Linked DNA regions of Dromaius novaehollandiae: region 1 is linked to region 2. Evidence: chromatin contacts called from public Hi-C data. All regions are on one chromosome and are shown on one strand. The core of a region is the stretch at or near the end of the contact, and the rest is flanking DNA. Distances in the headings are between cores, read along the strand shown. Region 1 overlaps C5H14orf132 (chromosome 5 C14orf132 homolog). Region 2 overlaps BDKRB1 (bradykinin receptor B1).

What was found. A called contact is a pair of places that touch in the nucleus more often than the background predicts.
Region 1: a Hi-C map of liver shows a contact between it and region 2, with 4 times the contacts expected there. The contact joins two enhancer-like sites. A contact is called at or near these places in 2 of 4 Hi-C or Micro-C datasets (brain and liver).

What each region holds. Positions count from the first base shown.
Region 1 is chr5:16,709,998-16,714,206 of bDroNov1.hap1, reverse strand. It overlaps C5H14orf132 (chromosome 5 C14orf132 homolog), which reads left to right. Exons shown (of 2, transcript XM_064512112.1): 2 at 1,681-4,209. The coding sequence ends at 1,905. Among named protein-coding and RNA genes, the nearest start is that of C5H14orf132, 39 kb to the left of the region's middle. Within about 2 kb of position 1,251, at least 1 of the 2 cell types and tissues checked has open chromatin away from gene starts, as enhancers often do.
Region 2 is chr5:16,584,493-16,588,379 of bDroNov1.hap1, reverse strand. BDKRB1 (bradykinin receptor B1) reads left to right here. Exons shown (of 3, transcript XR_010389327.1): 3 at 1-2,444. Among named protein-coding and RNA genes, the nearest start is that of BDKRB1, 22 kb to the left of the region's middle. Within about 2 kb of position 2,244, at least 2 of the 2 cell types and tissues checked have open chromatin away from gene starts, as enhancers often do.

The sequences.
Region 1 (4,209 bases), core at 2-2,501, 130 kb before region 2:
CTTGCCTATAAAAATCAGATTTTTTTTTTTTTTTAAGCTTTCTTTGAAGCATTGTTATTTGACCACATCTAAAAGCAGGATGTAGGTAGGATGCACTGATGTCTAGGTTTTACTCATTGCTTGATGTCAAACGGGTCATCGAAGTCATTATGGGGTTTTTCCCTTCAGGTCAGGCTGGCAGAGATATTTGGACACATGGTTCTGTTTTGGGGGTTTTTTGGGTTTTTTTTTTTTTTTTTTTTTTTTTTTTTTTTTTTTTCCCCAGTTCTGACATTGGTTTGGTCTACCTACTATAATGCTCTGGGATTTTAGTTACTGAATACTGCAGAGGCCTGGGGCTTTAGGATACCCCTCACTGCTCCTGCTCTTCCTGTGGTACTATCAGTTGTGGTTTCTGAGATTGCTCAGCAGATTTTAGGCTTTTTTTTGCAGGATATTCAGCAGTGTATGTCCTGGGAATCTACAGATTAGTGAAGCAGATGTTCTGCAGCTCTCTCTCTGAAAAAATGTCCTCCAGCTGCATGTGACTGTGGAGTCTGGACTCAGTGAACTAGGGCAGACTCTCCCAGACCTGCATTCCTAAAAGTGCAAGGAACAAAGATGAAAGCAAAAAGCTTTTATGTGACCCTTTTCTTAGTAGTAGTAGACAGTCCTAGCCCTGCAGTACGTAACCTTTTCTTGCCTGATCAAGAAATCCATACGTTTGGGGGAGGATGTGGCTTTGCACCTCCATCCATAGGGTAAAGCAGTTGTTGAAGCATGAAGAATTTGCATTGGTATCTGAGATGAGGTTGGGAAGACAACTGAAACCTGTATGAGGACAAGAGTAAATGGTTCCTTTTTACTTTAACGTTTCCATAGTCTCATGCTGAATAACTGCCATCTTGCTGAGAACTTCTGGTACTGCTGATAAGTCCACCAAGTACAACAAAGAAACTGTATACCTCTCAGTAGGAGAAGTCTGAGGTGGGAGAAGTGCTGGAAATCTGCCACTTCATTGCTGTGGAGAGTCTTGCTTTTCATAATCCAATCTGAATTCTGCTGTATAGGTTTTTGAATCCTGCATCTTTGCAGTGGTGTGTTTTGCAAGTGAATTTAGAGCACTGCATACACTCCACCTTACAGTTACCTTCTTACAGTAAGAACTTTTGCAATGATCTCTGTATAAATCAAGGGTTTGCTTTTGAGCCATACATGAAGGGAGAATGAACTCCCTGCATCACTTCCTCATTCTGCTTGCCTGATTCCTCTGTGCAGCATGATCCCATTGCTGGTAATCATTAGTCACAAAACAGATGTGCTGTAAACCTACCTTTTTGTATAGGCGTAATTTGTGGATAACTGTAGCTCTTCTTTTTGAATCTATAAATTATTTAAGTTGATTCAGAGTATGCGTGCTAGCTCCTGTGTAAATTACATGTAATATTATTGGTTTCCTGCAATCATATTGATTCTAACAGAAATGGAATAGAGATATTTGAATGCAGAATGAAGGTTATGGAAGAAATAATGTAAAATACATGCATGTGCATGTGTTTGAGATTCCTGACAGCTTAGCACCATGTACATGAAATAATATTTTTGCAGGTTGGCTAGTTGTTACTTTTTTGTAATGATTTTAAGATAAAGCAAATATGGACATCAGCCTTTAATCCAATTTTGCCATATGTTTCTTCACAGCTTCCTGTTATGGGAGGAGCCTTTATGGACTCACCCAACGAGGACTTTAGTACAGAGTACTCCTTGTTTAACTCATCAGCCAACGTCCATGCAGCTTCTTCCATGCAGAATCCTCCAGAAGAGACGTCCCGTTCTTCAAATGATGCCATATTATTATGGATTGCAATAATTGCAACGATTGGAAATATCGTGGTTGTGGGAGTGGTGTATGCCTTCACCTTCTAGGATGACTGACACTCTGACCACGGGAGGTGAAGATAACTGCAACAGTATTTGTCGTGTGTATGTATGTGTGTGTGTATATATACATGTATATCTATATAAATACATATAAGTAGGGACTTTGTTGATTAAGTGCTGCCACAGTCATGGAAATGAAATGCAAAATAATTACCTTGAATCTTGATGGTAGAAGGCTTGGTTGCAATTGCAAATTGTATGGAGGTGAGAGCTTTAATCATGAACAGAGCCAGTCCATGCTTTGTATAGAAGTGTAATGAAAGAGAGGCCAGTGTGGGAATGGTAAATACAAAAAAGAAGTGAGATTTATACAGAAAGTCCTTATTTTCTACTGTTTAGATTTTTCTAGCAGCTTTTCTGGTGTTGTCAGCTTTTTTGTGTGTTTTTTTACTGTGCTTTTGATGGGATAACGCTCTATGAAATTGCTCTATATTTTTTGCTGGACATCTTAGTTTTCCAGATGGAGTAATGGTAGTCTTTGGCTCGGTTCTGATAGAGTACAAGTTCATCGTGTGTGAATCTAGAGCACGTGCATACACTCAACTGTGTTCAAAGTTGTGAGTCTTAAAGCTGTGGCAGGCAGGTACATATTGTCTGACACCTGCCTTTTAATATCAATTACTAGATATGAATTGATGCTAAACGTGTCTGCTGTTTCCAGGAGGAGGCACAGCTATTGCAAGGTATGACTGTCTGCTGGCCATCTGCACTCCAGAAGCTGGAGTGTTAAACAGAGCAGCTCCCAGTTCTGTCTAGGGGTAATGGATTGCAATGATAACAGTGGTCCCCAGGGGTGTCCCTTCCAGGAAATAAAGGCCAAATACCATGCTTTTCACCTCCTTATATTGTAATCTAGATTTCTCACAGAAGCTATATACTTCCATAAGCATATTGGTGAATCAAAGGAATGTGGGGAAATTGTAAAGCTTAATTAACTGCAAGTAATGTCTAGGAGAAGAATACAGTTGAAAGGAAGATTAGACACTTTTACTGTCATGAGGAAGTGAGTGCAAGGATCAGGTAGGTGCTGAGGTATAAACATCATTAAAGTATGATAATTGACAGATTTGCAAATGCTTAAATACTAATATGTCTCTCTGGGTTCTGATGAGGCTCCTGGAATTGATTTTTATATAGCCTACTTTTGGTAACAACTCCAATTAGTCATTTGGATTTGTACTATCGAGGGACAGTGTTTTCATTGTATTAATCCCATAGAGCTCTTAAAAAGGAAACTGCTTATTTTCAAAATGGGCTCTAGCCTTTCTTACCTCAGAGACTATAAAATCTTTATGGAAGAAAAAGATCACCTCTGTTGGAAATCTCCCTCTTCCCCTTTAAAAAAAACAAACAAAAGTAAATAAAGTATCTGAACTTTGAGAGGGTAGCAGATAAACTCCTTCTCTGAGTCTGCATGTACTGTATAGGTCTCCTGTCTCATGCAGCTACTATCCTAATTCCAGAACACCTGTCTTCAGGCACAGAGACTATTTTTGACACTTGCCTGCTACTGAGCTTAAGGCTGGACTAAGAGCTGCCAAATGTATAGAGGTTTGGGTTTTCTTCTTTTTTTCCTCTTTAAGAAGCAGTTTTCCTGCAGGGCTGGTGGGTAGTTACTTGAATTAAAGCAGCATGCCCTAAATCAGTATTTATTGTCACTATGTATATTTACTGTGTATGTTTTTTCCCCTTCTGTGAGCTGGCCTCTAAAGCTGTCCTGATTCTTTGGTAGCAATTTGCTGCCAATCAGTTGAAGAGATCCTTGAAACTGTGTGGGAGGCCACCCAGGGCCCCTTCTCTCCTCCACACCTGCTTTCCTCAGCATATAGTGTGACTGTCTTTTCAAAAAGGTCACCATGACATTCTGGAGTAGACAGGGTAATTGTGATTGTGCGCTCCTCCACTGGATGGGGATCATGGAACAGGATGCAAGCACAGCTAGCAGGAGGGAGAAAATTAAGTTATTCAGAGGATAAGAAAACCAATGACAGCTCACAGGAGGTACAGAGCCCCTATGCATTTGGTTATTTCCTTGTTTCGATGCATTATTTTGTGAAGGTGGCTGAGGTCAGAAGAGGTCTGCACTCTGCACTGGGGAAAAGTTTGAGAAGCACAGTTCTGGAAGATGAGCAGCACAGAAAGCAAATCTTGTCTGATAAAAATAGCTAATCTCAAGAATAATATAAAAAGAGTAATTTTCACTACCCTATTTGATGTGCAAACATGTAGGACCATGCGAATATTAATGCACTGTCTCCACAATGTTCAGATACTCCATTGCCCTGGTAG
Region 2 (3,887 bases), core at 995-3,494:
TGGCACTCTCCCTTCTAGATTCAGCCTGCTTGCAGCAGGGCGCCTCCTCTTCTGAGCTCCAGATCCCAGGCCCTGCCCCTGCCCTTGGACTCCTGTCTCTGTTACATGATGAAGGGTCTCCCTTGAAGGGAGCCAATGGGCCCCAGCACAGAGTCTCAGGCCTGAGGGTCAACTAGGGACATAGCAGAGGTGACTGTTACTGAAGAGTTATTTGTGTTGTGGGGTATACTTGCAGCAGGGTAGGATACAGAGAACAGGAGAACTGAACTCCAAGTTAAGATGCATGTCTTCAGGTGACATGTGCTTTGTTCAGCAAGTGCCAAAAATCACTGCTGATATTCAACCCCTCTTCCCTTGTTCCTCCACCCTTGAGAGGGCTATAAGAAGAGACCGGACTTCCATGGCCTGTCCCCAAATCAGCTTTGCTAGTCTCCTCTAGTCCCCCAGAAGCTGTGTGTCCTGGCCTAGCTGACCAGACACCTCAAAGGGAGCTGTATGCCTGGACCATAAGACAAAGAGCACCTAGAAGACCTCATCCAAGATGGTTTACCTGCACAGCAAAAATATTCTACCCTAGAAACCAGCTAGAAACCTTTTGCCAAAGAAGAACCTGGATAAAAAGCAGGCTTGATTCCATTCATGTCTCTGGGAACCTGCTTCTTGGTGGCTGAGGAAATATGTTTGCCTTGCTAGGAACTAGCTGCAGTCATATCTGACAGCTTTGAAGGGAGCAATGAGAGCCAGCAGGCACCTGTGTAGTGCTGGCAGGCAGGACGCGCTGGGTCTGGCTGGTGATGGCCCAGGTTCTGGTGCAGCTGGTTGCCAAAGAGGCTCAGGTTGTTTCGGAGTTCAACCAGGAATGTCAGAGCAGAGGCTGTGAGCAGCTGTAGGAAAGCCAAGAAGTTTGGTAGCATTTCAGGAACCACGGCTACATTGTCCTAGGCAGTTTTGCCTTCATTGTTTCGAGAGTGAGGCAAGCTCTGGTACTTGGATGGGACTGGGCAGTGAAAATATGGTGCAGGGTTTCTCTCCACTATTTCTCTGTGATTAGGGAGGAATACATGTACAGCATACCCTGCTTATGGTAAGCAGTAATAACACGGCCTTTGCTGCATTGCTGTGTGGGCTATATTTCGGTAGATCACCAATAATCTTGACTCCAGATTGGGAGTGCTTCTAAAAGGGGCGCTCTCTTCCTGTCCCCATGAGCACTTCTCAGTTAACACAGCACATGTAGGCGGGAAACGGGGCTAGCGGAGTCATAGCAGGAGAGTATACACAGAGTCTTTGTGCCCTAGAGTAACTGGCTTCTTTGTTTTTAAGGGATGATGAACTATTGGTGGCTCGGTAACCCTGCACTGAAGGTCACGTAAGATATGTAAAGTCTCAGCTGGAGGCACTCATTACACCTCAGGCACTGATTATATCTGTCTTTTTCATATTTGGAGCAAAGTTAGGACTGTTTCAAGGAATTAGTCTAGAACAAGTGGTACAGAAAAGAGGAAGAAAAAGGGGCTTAGGACATTAATCTGCAACTGGAGAGCCTAGGTTAATGTATTCTACAAATTTCTGGCATGATCTTGACCAAATTCTTTAAAAACAGCTATAAAACTCGTGCTCAAGCACTGTCTGAAGAGGGTATTTGTTTAGGAATTTTTGCCAGTAGAAATGTAAACACCTCCCTGTTTTCAGGTACACCAAGAGTTGCCTGCAATCTGAACAGGTTGACAACTGGTTTACATCTGTTTCTAACCTACCATTTTCCCAGAAACTTCAGTGCAGATCGTTACCTGGCATATGTCTGAACACACGGACCACAAAACATGCCTAAAGAGGCCTTCTTATGCAAAACTTCAGTGCTCAGAGTACTCGCCTTCTGTTATCATCCCAAAAGGGTAAGGCACTCATTATCAGCACGAGGGAAGCCATAATGGTGAGAGGAGTTTTATCATTGCCATTTAACGTAAGGGAAGCTGAGACAGAGAGAGATGAAGAACTATATCCTCAAAGTTTCTCAGGCCCATTACCACTAAGTGAAATACTCTGCCCCAGTCTGAAGAACCACGACTGGTGTTTCAGATCCTTATAAAACACCTGGGGAGACAGGGCTGGCACGCACACATACATGCATGCACACACAGAAGAAAGAAACCTCTCAAACAAACCATCTGAACTTACGGGAGCACGTGTGAACATCTGTGTTGGCAGTGCTGAAGCTTAACTAGATGCTCTTTCTGGATGGAAACTCCACAGAAGCAGTGAGGCTCTTGGCCAAGAAACAGTTGCTGAGCAGCCTCTCCTGGTAGAAGTGAATTACTGCTTTTCTGGAAGAACTAGGGTTTAAAGTGTTTAACTCCTGCTAAGACCACTGCAACAAAGTTTTGCTTTCTATCACCTTACCTTGCTGCCTATGATAATCTTAATGAATTTACAAATATATTATAACAACTCATCTATTAAATAGATTGATGGATAAGATCTAAGAGTGTCTTTTCACAAAATCTTTTATCTGAGTAGATGCATCATCCCCTTGCTTTCAGCAGTCTGTGACCTAGAACATGTCATTAGCTGTCAGACATACTTCTGTGAATTTTATCTATTTGCATAGAATTTGAAGTCCCTTTTCAACCAAGTACTCAAGCACTTAAGCATATTCTCCCTTATTAGGAAAAACACTTAAGCATACATATTACTTCAACTTCTGTTTAATTGTTCAGCTGAGTTTAACCATCATGCAAGATTGCTCACGGTTAAGCCTTGAAATTTTAACTATGTAGAAATAATTACAGCATACAAAATGCACTTGCTAAGTTAAATCTGGTTTAGTGAAGCAAATTGAGACCAGCTCTGCACATATTTTCATGTTACCGTATCTTTGCACATATCCACACAATCCTTTGAGCTACTAGTAAAATCTAAAGTTTAGACCAATTAAGCAACTATCACAAATGACATAAAAACTGCACCAATACCATCTCACCAATGCAGTACAGTATTACTTACCCCAGCACAAATGCAGATGCAGCCAAAATAAGAAAGCATTATTTCAAGATGCTGAACAACAAGGGCTTTTTTTCTATTAAATTAAATAATTTAATGTTACGGAGAAACAGGAAAAAATGAATCAAATCTTTCAATATTTTTTGTTAAGTTCAATTCACGTACTGTATTAGTACATATTACTTTTGCTGTGCATTTCAGTCATAATTTAGGCAACATTATAATTAGGGACTGGCAAGGTAATCAGAGCTCTTCCATTACTTAAAAAGAGAAGAAGAAGAAAAAGAAGAAAAGAGATTTCTTACTTGTGTTTTGGTTAGCAGAAATCACACCTTTGAGAGTGAGCTTGATAAGGAAATATCAAACTGTATTTCTAAAAGTAGCAATAGGCCATGCAGATGGATGACATCATTTGTAGGTGCTCAGAAGCAGGCAACTTAAGGGTGGGTGAATTCTCTCAGGTAAATCTCTTCTGGATGGTGTATGAACAGGCAAAGTAACTGATTTTTGCTGAGGCCACAGTTTCCCAGCTATTTCTTTCGGTGACTGTGCTGGTTTATCCTGCCCCAGCCTGATCGCTCCCTCCACTCTTCCTTCTTCTTACTCCTTTAGTTGCATCAGGACAGCTGGATTTGTAGATATGTGACGCACTGAATCAGAAGATTGATCCAGATTAAAACCTAGCAAATCATTAATTAGTCCAGTTCACCACATATCCATGAAAACAGCTATCCTGGTACAGTCAAGGAGGCAAAGCATGGCACAGACTGAGTAGCTGCTGGGAAGAGGGGTGCAAGACAGTTTAAGCCACATTGTCACCAAAATGTAAATGCATACAAAAAATGACAGTATTAATTTCACAGGAAATACATAAACACAATGAGTTC